Regions from separate parts of the Sus scrofa genome. Here regions 1 and 2 are each linked to region 3. Evidence: chromatin contacts called from public Hi-C and HiChIP or PLAC-seq data. All regions are on one chromosome and are shown on one strand. Each heading gives the region's core, a stretch centred on a gene start, on an enhancer-like site or on the middle of the called end of the contact. The rest is flanking DNA. Distances are from core to core; before and after follow the strand shown.

What was found. A called contact is a pair of places that touch in the nucleus more often than the background predicts. HiChIP or PLAC-seq counts read pairs in DNA pulled down with a chosen protein or histone mark.
Region 1: a contact with region 3 is called in an H3K27ac HiChIP or PLAC-seq map of alveolar macrophages. The contact joins the promoter of LOC100621626 here to the promoter of PIGA in region 3. A contact is called at or near these places in 1 of 5 promoter capture datasets (fetal liver) and 1 of 2 datasets of contacts at active chromatin or transcription factors (alveolar macrophages).
Region 2: a Hi-C map of embryonic fibroblasts shows a contact between it and region 3, with 2.8 times the contacts expected there. The contact joins the promoter of FANCB here to the promoter of PIGA in region 3. A contact is called at or near these places in 2 of 5 promoter capture datasets (fetal liver and liver), 1 of 47 Hi-C or Micro-C datasets (embryonic fibroblasts) and 1 of 2 datasets of contacts at active chromatin or transcription factors (alveolar macrophages).

What each region holds. Positions count from the first base shown.
Region 1 is chrX:12,222,079-12,226,281 of Sscrofa11.1, forward strand. LOC100621626 (carbonic anhydrase 5B, mitochondrial) reads left to right here and starts at 2,047. Exons shown (of 6, transcript XR_002340663.1): 1 at 2,047-2,289.
Region 2 is chrX:11,406,823-11,411,105 of Sscrofa11.1, forward strand. FANCB (Fanconi anemia group B protein) reads right to left here and starts at 2,136. Exons shown (of 9, transcript XM_021080514.1): 1 at 1,941-2,136. MOSPD2 (motile sperm domain containing 2) reads left to right here and starts at 2,368. Exons shown (of 15, transcript NM_001195355.1): 1 at 2,368-2,489; 2 at 2,656-2,725. The coding sequence starts at 2,481.
Region 3 is chrX:11,883,844-11,887,853 of Sscrofa11.1, forward strand. PIGA (phosphatidylinositol N-acetylglucosaminyltransferase subunit A) reads right to left here and starts at 2,676. Exons shown (of 5, transcript XM_013985923.2): 1 at 2,550-2,676. The coding sequence starts at 2,562.

The DNA.
Region 1 (4,203 bases), core at 797-3,296, 340 kb after region 3:
GTCAAAAGATCTGAATAGACATTTCTTCAGAGAAGATATACAGACAGCCAACAAGCACATGAAAAAATGCTCAACAGCACTGATTATTAGAGAACTGCGAATCAAAACTACTATAAGGTACCACACCTCACATCTGTCAGAATGGCCATTGTTAATAAGTCCACAAGTAACAAATGCTGGAGAGGGTGTGGAGAAAAGGGAACCCTCCTACACTGTTGGTGGGAATATAAATTGGCACAACCTCTATGGAAAACAGGATGGAGGTACTTCAGAAAACTAAATCTAGAACTATGACCCAGCAATCCCATTCTTGGGCATATACCCAGAAAAAACTTTCTTTAAGAAAGATACATGCACCTGTATATTCACTGCAGCACTATTCACAACAGCCAAGACATGGAAACAACCCAAATGTCCATCGCCAGATGAATGGATTAAGAAGATGTGGTGTATATATACACAATGGAATACTACTCGGCCATAAAAAAGAACAAAATAATGCCAGCAACATGAATGGAGCTAGAGACTCATATGAAGTGAATTAAGTCAGAAAGAGAAAGACAAATACCATATGATATCACTCATATCCGGAATCTAATACACAGCACAAATGACCTTTCCACAGAAAAGAAACTCATGGACATGGAAAACAGATTTGTGGTTGTCAAGGGGGAGGGAGTGGGATGGACCAGGAATATGGGGTTCACACATGCAAACTATTGCCTTTGGAATGGATAAACAATGAGATCCTGCTGTATAGCACTGGGAACTCTATCTAATCACTTATGATGGAGCATGATAATATGACAAAAAGAATGTATACATGTATGTGTGACTGGGTCACCTTGCTGTACAGTAAGTAGAAAATTGACAGAACACTGTAAATCAGCTATGATGGAAAAAATTAAAATCATTAAACAAATTTTAAAAATAAAATAGAAAAAAACAAAAAAGTTTCCTTGGTAAATATTCTTTACTAATTCTGTCAGATTTAGCTACTATTTTCTAAGAGGGGAGGATTAAAGTATTATGGATTTTAAGGAAAAATTGTGAATTTGTCCCTGCGAGTCTGAACATGTTTGTTACATATTTGTTTTACATATTATATTTACATATTTTAGGCAATGTTTTTGGTACATACATGTTGACGCTTTTTCTTCTGTCGGATTGTTTATCAGTAGATAGTCTTTTTCTTTTAATGCTTATTCTTTTATTTGTCTGATATGAATATTAATATACCAGCTTTCTTTCAGTGAATATTTACTTTTTTTTCTTTTGCTTCATTTTTAACTTTTCCAGGAGTTTTTGTTTTGGCATTTCTTTTTTTGTGTTTGAGAATAAAGATGATTTAAAAAAAACAAAACTCCTTTAGGTTTGCTCTGTCACTGGAACACAGTACTCCATAAACAGGATTTCAATGAATAACTAAATGGCTCATGGAAAGGGCCCTTTCCCTAGGAGTGCCATTCAGAGACTTTTGGACAGGAAAAAAAAGCTGGTAATAATAACCTCCTCACATTTTTCCTGTGGACCCAGAATTGTAAATGAAGTAAAGAAGATTAATCTCGGAGCAAGGGGCAGAGATCTTAAGTGTGGTGTTGTTGTCTCCACAGGCCCTAGACTGCAGGAGGGCACTAGGTGCCTAGGAAAAGTCGTGTGAAGGCGACATCAGGAAGTAGAAGGGTGTGCTTACTGCGTGCAGCCAGCTAGCATTTAAAGTCAGCTGAGGAGCTGGTAGGAACACAGTTCCAGTTGGTCCTCAGTTATGTTTCCTATCTGGTTTCTGCTCCTAGAGATGTGGTGTTTGGAACTGGGAAAAATATGAAGAAAGACTGTTTTTAGACGGGGATCAGATATATGCAGGCTTGTTTCACTCTATAAATGGCTCTGACATCTAGCTCTGAGACCTGGGCGACTTAGTTCGGGAAATTCGTGGGCCCTGGCTGTTCCACTCCGGCTTCCCAGGACCAGGCTCCGCCTGCAGAGGGAGAGCAGGAGGCGTGGACCTGGCCAGTGTGCAACTACAAGTGGATGGTCTGAGAATGCGGTGAGCAGCCGTGACGGAAGTGTAGGGAAATGCGCACGCGCGGAGTGAGGGTGCCCAACAAGGATCTCAAGATCTTAAGGTGGGGTGTGCGCTGAGCGCTGGGATTGGCCAAGACAAAGGAGAGGAGAACTTAGAAGAGAAAAAATGGGGCCCAGGACTGAGGGGCGGGGCCTGGACACCGTGGGAAGGAGCGTCAGCGACGGCAAACGTCGAGAGGGGCGTGGCCTAGGCCGAGCCAAGCGGTAAGCCCTGAAATTGTGGGACTTAGGCCGTGAAGAGCGTGGCGCAGCTGCCCGTAAGGGCAAGGCAGATTCGGTCGAGATTGCGGGAGCGGGGAGCTCTGGCAGAGAACGGAGGAATTACCAGAGTGGAAAGCCAAGAGAGGGACACAAGGGAGGAGCTTGGGGTCTGCGCAAGGAGTGTGGCCCGGAGGATAAGGGGAAAGCGCAAGGAAGAAGGGTCCAGGGGCGTGGACGCCGATGGAAAGGCGGTCCCAGGGGTAGTGTAGGGGACGCGAGTGACGTAACAAAAAGGACGGCCCTGTGTAGGTGCAGCGTAAGAACGTACCTTGAACGTGGGGACGCGGCGCGTCCCTGGGGGTGTGGCTTTGCTGCACTCAGGGGGTTCGACAAAGATGGCCCAGCTCCAAGTAGGGATGGGCCTGAGCGGAGGCCAGGGGCGGGACCAAGTTAGCGCGCAGGCGCTTGAGTGGAGCGGGATGCCCGCAGCCATGGCAGCACAGACGTAGTTGGGGCGGAGGGCAGGCGCAGACCCGGACCCTGGCTCGTCGGAAAACAAGTTCGGGTTCCGACGCGGGGAGTTTTGCCGGAGCAGTACTTCAGGCTTTGTCAGGACGTGGGCCGGGCGAACGAAGGCGTGACGTGATTGCGTATATGACGTGTGACGTAAGGGGCGGGACGAGGGGCGTGTTCAATATGGCCGCGCACATTAGCCGCTTCTGGTAGCTAACAGAGGGGTTTACGGTCAGCTAAACATTCTGGTAAGGTCGGATCGCGATATGGAGCGTGGACAGCAGGGGAACCTAGCCTAGCAAAGAGAACAGGCACCCTCCTGCACACGACCAGGTGCTGCACTGGGCCCTGGAACGAGGACAGGTGTTGGTCCCGCCAGGATGTGGGGGAAGAGGCAGGGAATTGCTCCTTTCCTACTCTCAACCCTTTTCCTCCGCTATGAGGTCTTCAGAAAACCACACCGCGTCCGGGTTTTGTGCATTTAACGGTAGAGCAGCTGTTAGAGAATTTTGGAAGTGGGGGACTTGCGGTTTTAGAAACCGGGGCACAGCAAGCTGGCATTCACTACGATCTGCATTGTTGACCTTTTCCCTGGCTATGCCAAGGGCTACGGACGGACTCGCAACCAACCCCAGGGCAAGGGATCAGCGCCGTGTCGTGTGGACACATCTGAGCCTTCTCTCCTCCTCGGTTATTTTTCCTTTCCTTTTCCTTTTGTACCCCAGCCCAGAACTAGAGGGGGGAAGAACTTACAAAATAACGTTGTTAGTGGTTGTGATTCTTTCTGGCATGAATTAAAAAATAAAAGTTACAGCTTTGAGGATGCTGGGAAGTCGTTATTATTAATGTGTAGTTCCCTAGCATTTATTTTTGCTGAGGAAGCTTGAAAAATATGGGGAGATAATGAAGATGTGTACATTTTATTTTGGTTAGAACTCAATTCTTTGTCAACCACTGTAAACCCCATTGCTTTCTCTTTCTTCTTCATCCTTTTGCTGACAGTGTGGCCATCACTCTGCTGTTTGAAGGTCTTGCTGGAATAGGAGAGAAGTCAGAAATTTCTGGTGAAAGAAGCTGCTCCACACACTACCATAAGCTAACCCTGCACATCCGTCAGAGGGGTCTGTGTTCTCAGCCTGCACTGAGGACCGCAGTGCACCATAGTTCACCCTGATAAGGAACTACACTGTTCTTGAATATTTTGGAAATGAAAACTTTTCAACTTTATAAGGCTTTCCTACTTAGCTCAGAAATTGTAAATGCAATACCAGGTCTGAAATTCACATAAAGACCAAATGCAGCAAGGGCATCATTTCTGGGCCTGTACACACCTGCTCTGTTAGCCCTGGAGCAAGGTAAAACCCTCCACTCAGGGTTGAAACACAATAAATCTTGAGCAAATTT
Region 2 (4,283 bases), core at 886-3,385, 480 kb before region 3:
CCAAAAATAACTTCTGTCCAAAAAAGAATTTTGTTATTTTAATATTAAAAGTCAGAGCTAATGTGTAAGCAACACAATGCTCTGGTTTGCCAATACCCAAGTGTAACAGGAGTAAGGAGGATCTGATTGCTAAACGGCTAGTGGAATCGCCCCCTTCACTAAACTTTAGAGTATGTACTGTTGCACGTTGATAAAGTTATGAGTTTGGAAAATGTGGCCTCTTACATTCTGTTCTGTTAATGGTATCACCAAGATCCTTAACTTAGAAACTTGTTTCTTCCAACTCTCTGTTCCAACTGCCACAATGGTTTAAGCTTTCATCACTCACCTGGGTTGCAGTAAAAGCCTTTTAACGTGTCCTCCCTACTCTCGTCTCTCTCCTCCAATATATCAAATTTATTTATGCTACTTCAGTTACTGTTCTAAAACACAAACTTGATCTCTGTTCCCTAATTCAAAAGTTTTTCATGCACCTACCTACCCCCCATCAACTTCCGACAGATCTATGATCCCTGAACCTGGAAAGACAGACACTAAACAATGTATATTGAATATATGGATGATGGATGACCAATAATGTAGAGATAAAAGGTTGCAAACCATTGCTATAAAGCTTGGCACGGCATTCAAAGTCCTAGTATAATCTTGACCCAACATGCTTTTAGCATGAGCTCTATGCAAACAACATTCTCATGGACATAAACTCAAATAGACTAAAAGACATAAATAGCTGTTACATGAAAGGTCATTTTTCAAATTTTGAAACAGTATTGTAAAACATGCACATTTTCAATGTAAGGTTTTTTGTTTGTTTTGTTTTTTGTCTTTTTAGGGCCGCACCTGAGGCACATGGAAGTTTCCAGGCTAGGGGTCAAATGGGAGCTGTAGCTGTGGGTCTACACCACAGCCACGGCAATACCAGATCCTTAAACCACTGAGCGAGGCCAGGGATCAAACTCACGTCCTCATGGATACTAGTCTGGTCCATTAACTGCTGAGCCACAACAGGAACTCCAATGCAAGTTATTTTAAATGGGCCATCTTTGGAGTTAAAAATTAGAAGCAATTAATATATTAATTTATAAATTTTTACCTCAAGCTTTTTGTAATCTCAAAGCTTATTGCATTCACATGTTTTATTTTATATTGAGGATACATTTTTAAAGTTCTTAGCATATGTTCATAAGATAAACCTTTAAGCCTATGAAATAAGTGGTAACTTTCTTTTCTCAGAAAGAAATGACCTGAAAACAAGTAAAACTAAGATTCAATTTAGAGGTTCTTAAACCAATACAAACAAGCTCTGATTAGTGTGGAGAAGAGAATATCACCATTGGGCAGTGGAGCCAGATAAAGACTGTAGCTATGTCTGAAATACTATTTCAGGGATGTGTTCAAATACTTTTTAAACAAAGTGGCTTTTCTCCCCATAAAAAGTCAAATATAAAAAACGTTTGGGGCAAAGCTCAAGTGTCCACCATGGCTGACTATGGATGGTGAGAATACGGGGATTGTTCTTTTCTTCTTATAATTTCTTTGTAGTTTTCAGCTGCGACAACCAAAAAGGTCTCCAGATGCTGCCAAAAGTTCCCTGGGAGACAAAATCGCCCTGGTTGAGAACTACATTAATAAACTGACAGACGCTTTCTAACTTTGACCTTTATATATCTGTCTTAAAGATTTCGAAGACACATCCTTTGTTAAATATCTCACACTCCAAGCGGGAAAGACGCTGCAGAGGTGAAGAAACTTTCAAGCGAAAAAATCCCCCAATAGAGCAAGCACTTGGTATCTAGCTATCCTTCCAGAGAATGACGAGCACAGGCCCCGGGACGCCCACTTCCTTCCCGCTCTTCCGTAACGAAGGGACTAGGAGAGCAAACCCAGCCCCGCCACCCCCTCGTTGAAGGTCAGGTCAGGGCACACACCGCCGAGTCTACCTCTGAGCTGGAGGTCCCGCGTCCCGCAGCCGCCGCGTCCCCGACGCCGCAAACAAGCACCAAGTAAGGAAGCTCCAAACCTCCCGCCCGCGCGCTGCATCTTGGGAGGCCCAGGCCCGAGGCTGCGTCCTGCGCGGAGGAGGCGGAGCCTGCCCTACAGCCCAGAGCACGGTTGCCAAGGGAGGCCGAGGAGGCGGGGCCTCCGGGGAATGTTGTGAAAACGAATGGCAGACGGAGCTCGCACGGGCGGAGCTTGGCTGGGGAAGCGCCCGCGATCCGCCGGCTGACGGTCGCGGGGTGGGGACCGAAAGAGAAGCGAATGGAAAGCCACGCTGAGGGCCTGGTACCGCCTGCAGACCCAGGCGGCCGCACTGGATTGGGCGGCGTGGCGGTGCTTCCGCCCGCCTTCCCTTGTCACGCGACCGCCTCCACGTCCCGCCCTTCCTTCTACCTACGGGCCGGCTTGGCTAGTGATGAGATATTTGGATCTCAGCTGTGGAAGCGGTGACGGCAGCTGCGATCACGTCCGCGAGCGCAACCATGGCCGAGGTGAGGAGCAGACCGCACCGTGTGCTGCCGCCCCCCCTCCCCAAAGCGGATCCGGAAGCCGCCTCTGAGGCCCGGGGGCCGCGCGCCCAGGTGCAGGTGGGCTGGGCTGAAGGGAAGTGGGGTGGTGCGCGTGGTGTCCGAGCGTTTTTTCGTGTCTCCCTTCTAGTACCAAGCCCAGAATAAACCCAAGCTCATCGCTGACGTCCGACGGAGGTTCGAAGCTGAGTATGTGGCAGGTGAGTTCTCGGCGTTAAGGCAGGTGTGCAGTGAGCGTCCCCAACTTTGCTGGGGATGTTTGAGGGTGTCTCCGTGGGAGGCGTTAGGGACCATTTCGGTCCTCACGGGGGACCGTGCGGTAAACGTTTCCAAGTTTTTTTCTCTGTAATATGGCACGTATACTGATTGGGCAACTGATACGCCCATTGCTTCCTAAAGGGTTAATGCAAGTTGGAAATTTGTGTTTCTAGCCTCTGGAGTTTCTGGAACTTGCAGGACACTTGACATTGCGCAGTCCACGTTTCCTCTGCTGACCTTTCACCAGCAAAAATCGAGAAAATGAACCTGAAAATGGCCGTAATACTATTCACGTGTACTTAATTGGGGATCCAGATTCCTTGGATATTTTGCTTAATTGCACTTCATACAACCCAGCACGCTATCCACAAAGTAGGCCTGCCTGTGCTGGAACTAGTTCTTATCTTTTCATCCCACACTGTACCTAGCAAAGTATCTGGGTGTCCAGAATTGATTTCTTAGGTGAACGTTCCGTGTCCTGATGTCATAGATACCTGAGTTGTCGGATATTTAAGTGTTGATTTCATCCTTGTATGGTAATTTTGAAAACCATGCAGGATAATTTATTATAAATATGGAGTAAATAGTCTAACCACTTAATAGCTTGCTTGTCTTTCCTGAGCCCCTGATTCCCTATCTGTGAAATTCAGATCATTAGGTTAGGCAGATTAAACAGAAGCATATATCAAAGTGTGTGGCACAGGCTTAGCACATAGTAGGCTCTCAGTATTTTGCCTCAGTAGTCGTTTTGGTTCCTGTGCAAGGAGTCCAGTTTCCATATCTTGACTCTAGTGCTGAGCAGAGGTTCCCTGAAACCTGAGACTGCCCTAGATTACATGTCAGTTGATGACCTAGAACAAATAAAGAAATCTGTTCCGAATAACTTGGTAAGTCTTTTAATCCCTCCCTGTCAGTTTTCTTCACGTCCCAAACATTGTACCAGAGAGTTGCAAAAGCACTCTGTTCACTTTTAGCCCAGAGATCTCATTTCTAATAATATAACTACTTCCAGGAAAGACAGAATTCTGGAGGTATGTTCTATAGAAATGTAACTCTCATAGCTGCAAGGTTTATAATATTTTAAGAAGTGACCCAGAACTTGAGCTAGTGTGCTCCCCAAGAGTTACTTACTTGTGCCCAACGGAGGAAGCAGAATAGAGTCAGAAATTGAGCAGTAGGTAAGATCTTAAAGGTCTCATTGGTCCAGCCTTCTCAGTTTTCCAGTGAGAAAAGTAAGGTCTAGAGAGATTAAGTGATTTGCTCCAAGTCCCTGGTGTTAGTGGCTAGGCCAGGGCTGGCGAATTCACTGTAGAAATCTTTTGGTAACACCATCATGTCTAATTAAATTGTCACTTCTCAGCTTGAACAAACCCCTGTCGTACCTTGCCACTGTGTCTAGAATAAAAATCCCAGTTCTTTATGGTGGCTTACAGTGCAAGGCCATGCCCACCCCTCCATCCTCACTTGTTGCTACTCTTCTTGCTTGGTACACTTTTCGCC
Region 3 (4,010 bases), core at 1,426-3,925:
GCAGATATAAATATGGTTTTCACGTTACTATAAACCTGTTTTCCCCCTGGAAATACAAAGCATATAATGAATTTATGAATTCAACAACCTTTGCTTGCTTAGCATTTACTATGGGCCATATAACAAAACTAGCTTCTGCAATGTCCTGGTATCTTTTTTTTTTTTTTTTTGTCTCTTGTCTTCATAGGGCCGCACCCACGGCACATGGAGGTTCCCAGGCTAGGGGTCGAATTGGAGCTGTAGCCGAGGGTCTATACCAGAACCATGGCAATGCCAGATCCCAGCCGCGTCTGCGACCTCCATCACAGCTCAGCTCATGGCAAGGCGGGGTCCTTAACCCACTTAGAGAGGCCAGGGATCAAACCCACAACCTCATGGTTCCTAGCTGGATTCGTTTCCGCTGTGCCATGACAGGAACTCCCCTTACATCTTAATTTTGCTCTAAAAACACTGCTACAGGATTTTAAATAATGTTTGTTACACCACATTATATAATAATTTGCCATGCTAACAAACCAGTACATTCTAATAATTAAATACATAGCTCTTTACAGGAAAAGTTTGTGAAGCTCATTCTAGAGCTTAGCCACCGACTCAATGAATCTCAAGTTCTGCTAGTATAAATTCTGTGGCTTATACTAAGATATACCTGGAGTTAGAACTTTCTTGTTCTTTTTTTTTTTTTAATGGCTGCACCCATGGTATATAGAAGTTCTCTGGTCAGGGACTGAATATGAGCCGTGGCTGGACCTATGCGGAATCCTTTAACCCACTAGGCCGGGCCTGGATGGAACCCGCACCTGCATAGCCACCCAAGCCACAGAAGTTGGATTCTTAATCCACTGTGCCACAGCATGAACGCCTAGAACGGTCTTTTAGAGCAGCTTTTTTTTTTTTTTTTTTTTTGTCTTTTTAGGGCCGCACACACGACACATGGATGTTCCCAGGCTTGGGGGCGAATCGGAGCTGCAGCTGCTGGCCACATCCACAGCCACGTGGGATCCGAGCTGCCTTTACGACCTACACCACAGCTCACAGCAACACTGGATCCTTAACCCACTGAGCAAGGTCAGGGATCAAACCTGTGTCCTCATGGATGCTAGGCAGATTCGTTTCCACTGAGCCGTGACGGGAACTCCAGAGAGCAGCTTTTTAAAGTGTCACCTGCAGCGCCGCCGCAGACCTCCACATTCTCCTTCCTTATTCAAGAATGATGACATCAAGCCGCTCCCTCCATTTTCTTAACCTTTGTTATTTTGGTTTTGCCTCCAGGAGCGTCCCTCCCTTCCGTCTGGAATCTGATCTAGAGATGCAAAGGGAGGGACCTGGGGCCATTTTCTCCATCTAAAGTAGATGTTCAGCTCAGGGGTTCCCAAGATCATCAGCACAAAATGGACGCTCAATATTCAGTATGATTATCAATGCTTAGCTGTTTAAAGCTAAAGAGAGGCTTGGAAAGTGAGTGAAACTCTTCCTCAGCTTTACACGTTGAGATTTCCATGCTTCCAGAAACTCAACTATTCAATGGGAAGCCATCCTTAGAACCTGAGTTTCCGATTTCACCACAAACTCAAAAAAAGCAAATTAACAGTCATCTTTACTTTAAAAATAGTCTTAGAAACACTCCATTATGTGTTTGTTGACCTGAATACTAATTGAGATTCACTACTACCAAATCATGACACTCTTCAAGTCTGCACTTTTAAGTCGTCCTCTGTGGTTTGTCACCTAATCCCGAATTTCCAGTTCCATTTAATTTTAAAAGATGAGCGATAATGAAAGCAGTTAATAAAGAACCAAATGAAATCATTTAAAGTTCTGTCATTAATCCGCAATATCTTGTGAGGAAATCAGCCTAACATCACGGCGTAAAAGCCCAACAAACGTCACAGTCACAGAACCTTAAGGTTTTAAAGCTGAAGAGAGGCTTAAAGAGCTACTGGATAGCTCTTATTTTACAAATGAGAAGTCACACAAGTTGAGCGATTTGTCCGAGGTCCCCACCCGGCCACTTAAGCGGCAAATGCGAGATGGTCATAAATACGGCCACGGCCACCGAGTCCCTGAACAGTCCTGAGGAGCAGAGAGTCCTGAGGAGCCTTAAACCTGGTGGAGCCTCGGAATCTAGGCGAAGGGGCTCTCACCCACCCCCAGGGAACCGTCCCGGCTTCACTCACTGAGCGGTTGCTGGGCAGCGCCAGGGCCAAAGAAGGGACGAAACGACTCAGTCAGCGATCCCGTCAGAGTCAGGCGGGGTCTCGCCAGGCCCCAAGAGGAAAAGGGCCAGAGAGTGGGCAAAAGGTTGAGGCCGGCGGTCCCGGAGCCGTTCGCTCTGCCCGCGTTAACCGTCGCAGAACCGGCTACAGCGCGGCCGCCGAAGCGCACCCTCATCCCCACTCGACTCCGAAGACCCTCGGTCCCCACTTCCGAGCCTTACACCGGGTCGGCTTCGCCCACTCCATCGTGGGCCACGCTCTCCTGGGGGCAGTTCAGTCCCAGCTAAAAGAGGCAGACAGTGGCTAGCCCGGGGAGGTCAAACGCGCACTTACCGGCTAGTCCCATGGCCGCCAGTGTCCGGACCTCCCGCGGCTGCAGCCGGAGTCCCACCCCGCTGCCCCGAAGCACCAATCCGGGGCGTCCGCGCCCGAGCGCCGCGCCCCCGAGAGGACCAATCACGAAGAGGCGCTGGGGTCACGTGCAGGAGAGACGCTCAGTTCCCCACCCGTCAGCGCGGGTTGCAACGTCAGCGCGCGCGTGCACATATCGCCACGATGTTCCGGAAGACTAGTTTTCTTTCGATGGAAAGCAGTAATCCTCTGTTTAACCTTTTATATGAATTCTTAATGTTGAGATTTTCTCAAAATTGGCCTTGGCCTCTTGCTAAACAAGGAGCCAGCCCACCAGGACCCTTCGACGGAGTAAAACCGGCACTCCCAGCGTGCTTCACAGGACCCTTCCGCGCTCCTGGGAGTTGTAGTCCCGTCGCCTCCGGAGGCGAATCCGAACTTAGAAAACTCATTCCCAGGATGCACCGCACTTCTAAACGCGGATCTTGCGGACGGGTGGGTTTGGTGCCTTGGTTGCCTAGTTACAGCGTCTCATTTTGGAAACCTGTTCTCTGTGGCTTCCAATTCAGACTTTTGGCTGAGAAGGCTACAGAAAGTCGGAGTCGTGGTGGCGTTTTGTTATTATCTGTGCCACAGCCGATTCCCCAGGTTCTTACCCCTCTGGTAGAATTGCCTGAGGTAATAAAGATACACAAATGTCAGGTCAATTTTTTAAATAATTTGAATATCAGATAAATAATTTTTTATGTTATGTCCCTAGTATCGGGGACTTTACTAAAAAATTATTCGTCGTTTATCTGAAATTCAAATTTAACTGGGCATCCTGTATTTTTTCTGGCAACTCTCCACTCTGGAGAAAAAATCTGAGGTCTGGCCTGAAGTATCAACTCCTGTTCAAACTGGTTCTACTGGCTATCATGGTGCTTGGCCAAGAGGGTAATGAATAAATGGGAGTGGTCTGGTGGTTATCCACCCCCTCACAGTTGGTACACGGAGTTCCCCGGTCAAGCAAATGCCTTTCTGAGCACCATCAACCACAGCTTCCAGCACCCATTTTAAGCCTGTAGAAAGCCTATTCATCCCTGAAAATTCCAGCTCCTTTGTGATGCCTTCCCCAAACCTCCAGAGAGAATTAAATCCTCCCTCTTTTATATTTTGATAGTACTTTGGCCATATGCTAGTAAAGCATTCATCAAGAGATGATTCAACTTGTTTGCCTGGCTGCTGCACCGCCACCCACACCCCCACTACCCCACCCCCCTTCTGCCTCAACGTAATCCTTGGAGACTTCTGTCTTCTTGGGATCTCACATGTACCTCTTTCTGAAAATTGGCAGTTGTATTTCCTTGTTAAATGTCTGCCCTCCCAGCCAGAGAGTAAGCTGAAGCAGGATCTGTTCCTGGTAATAGACACCAAATAAGTTTTTGTTGTGTTAATGAATTT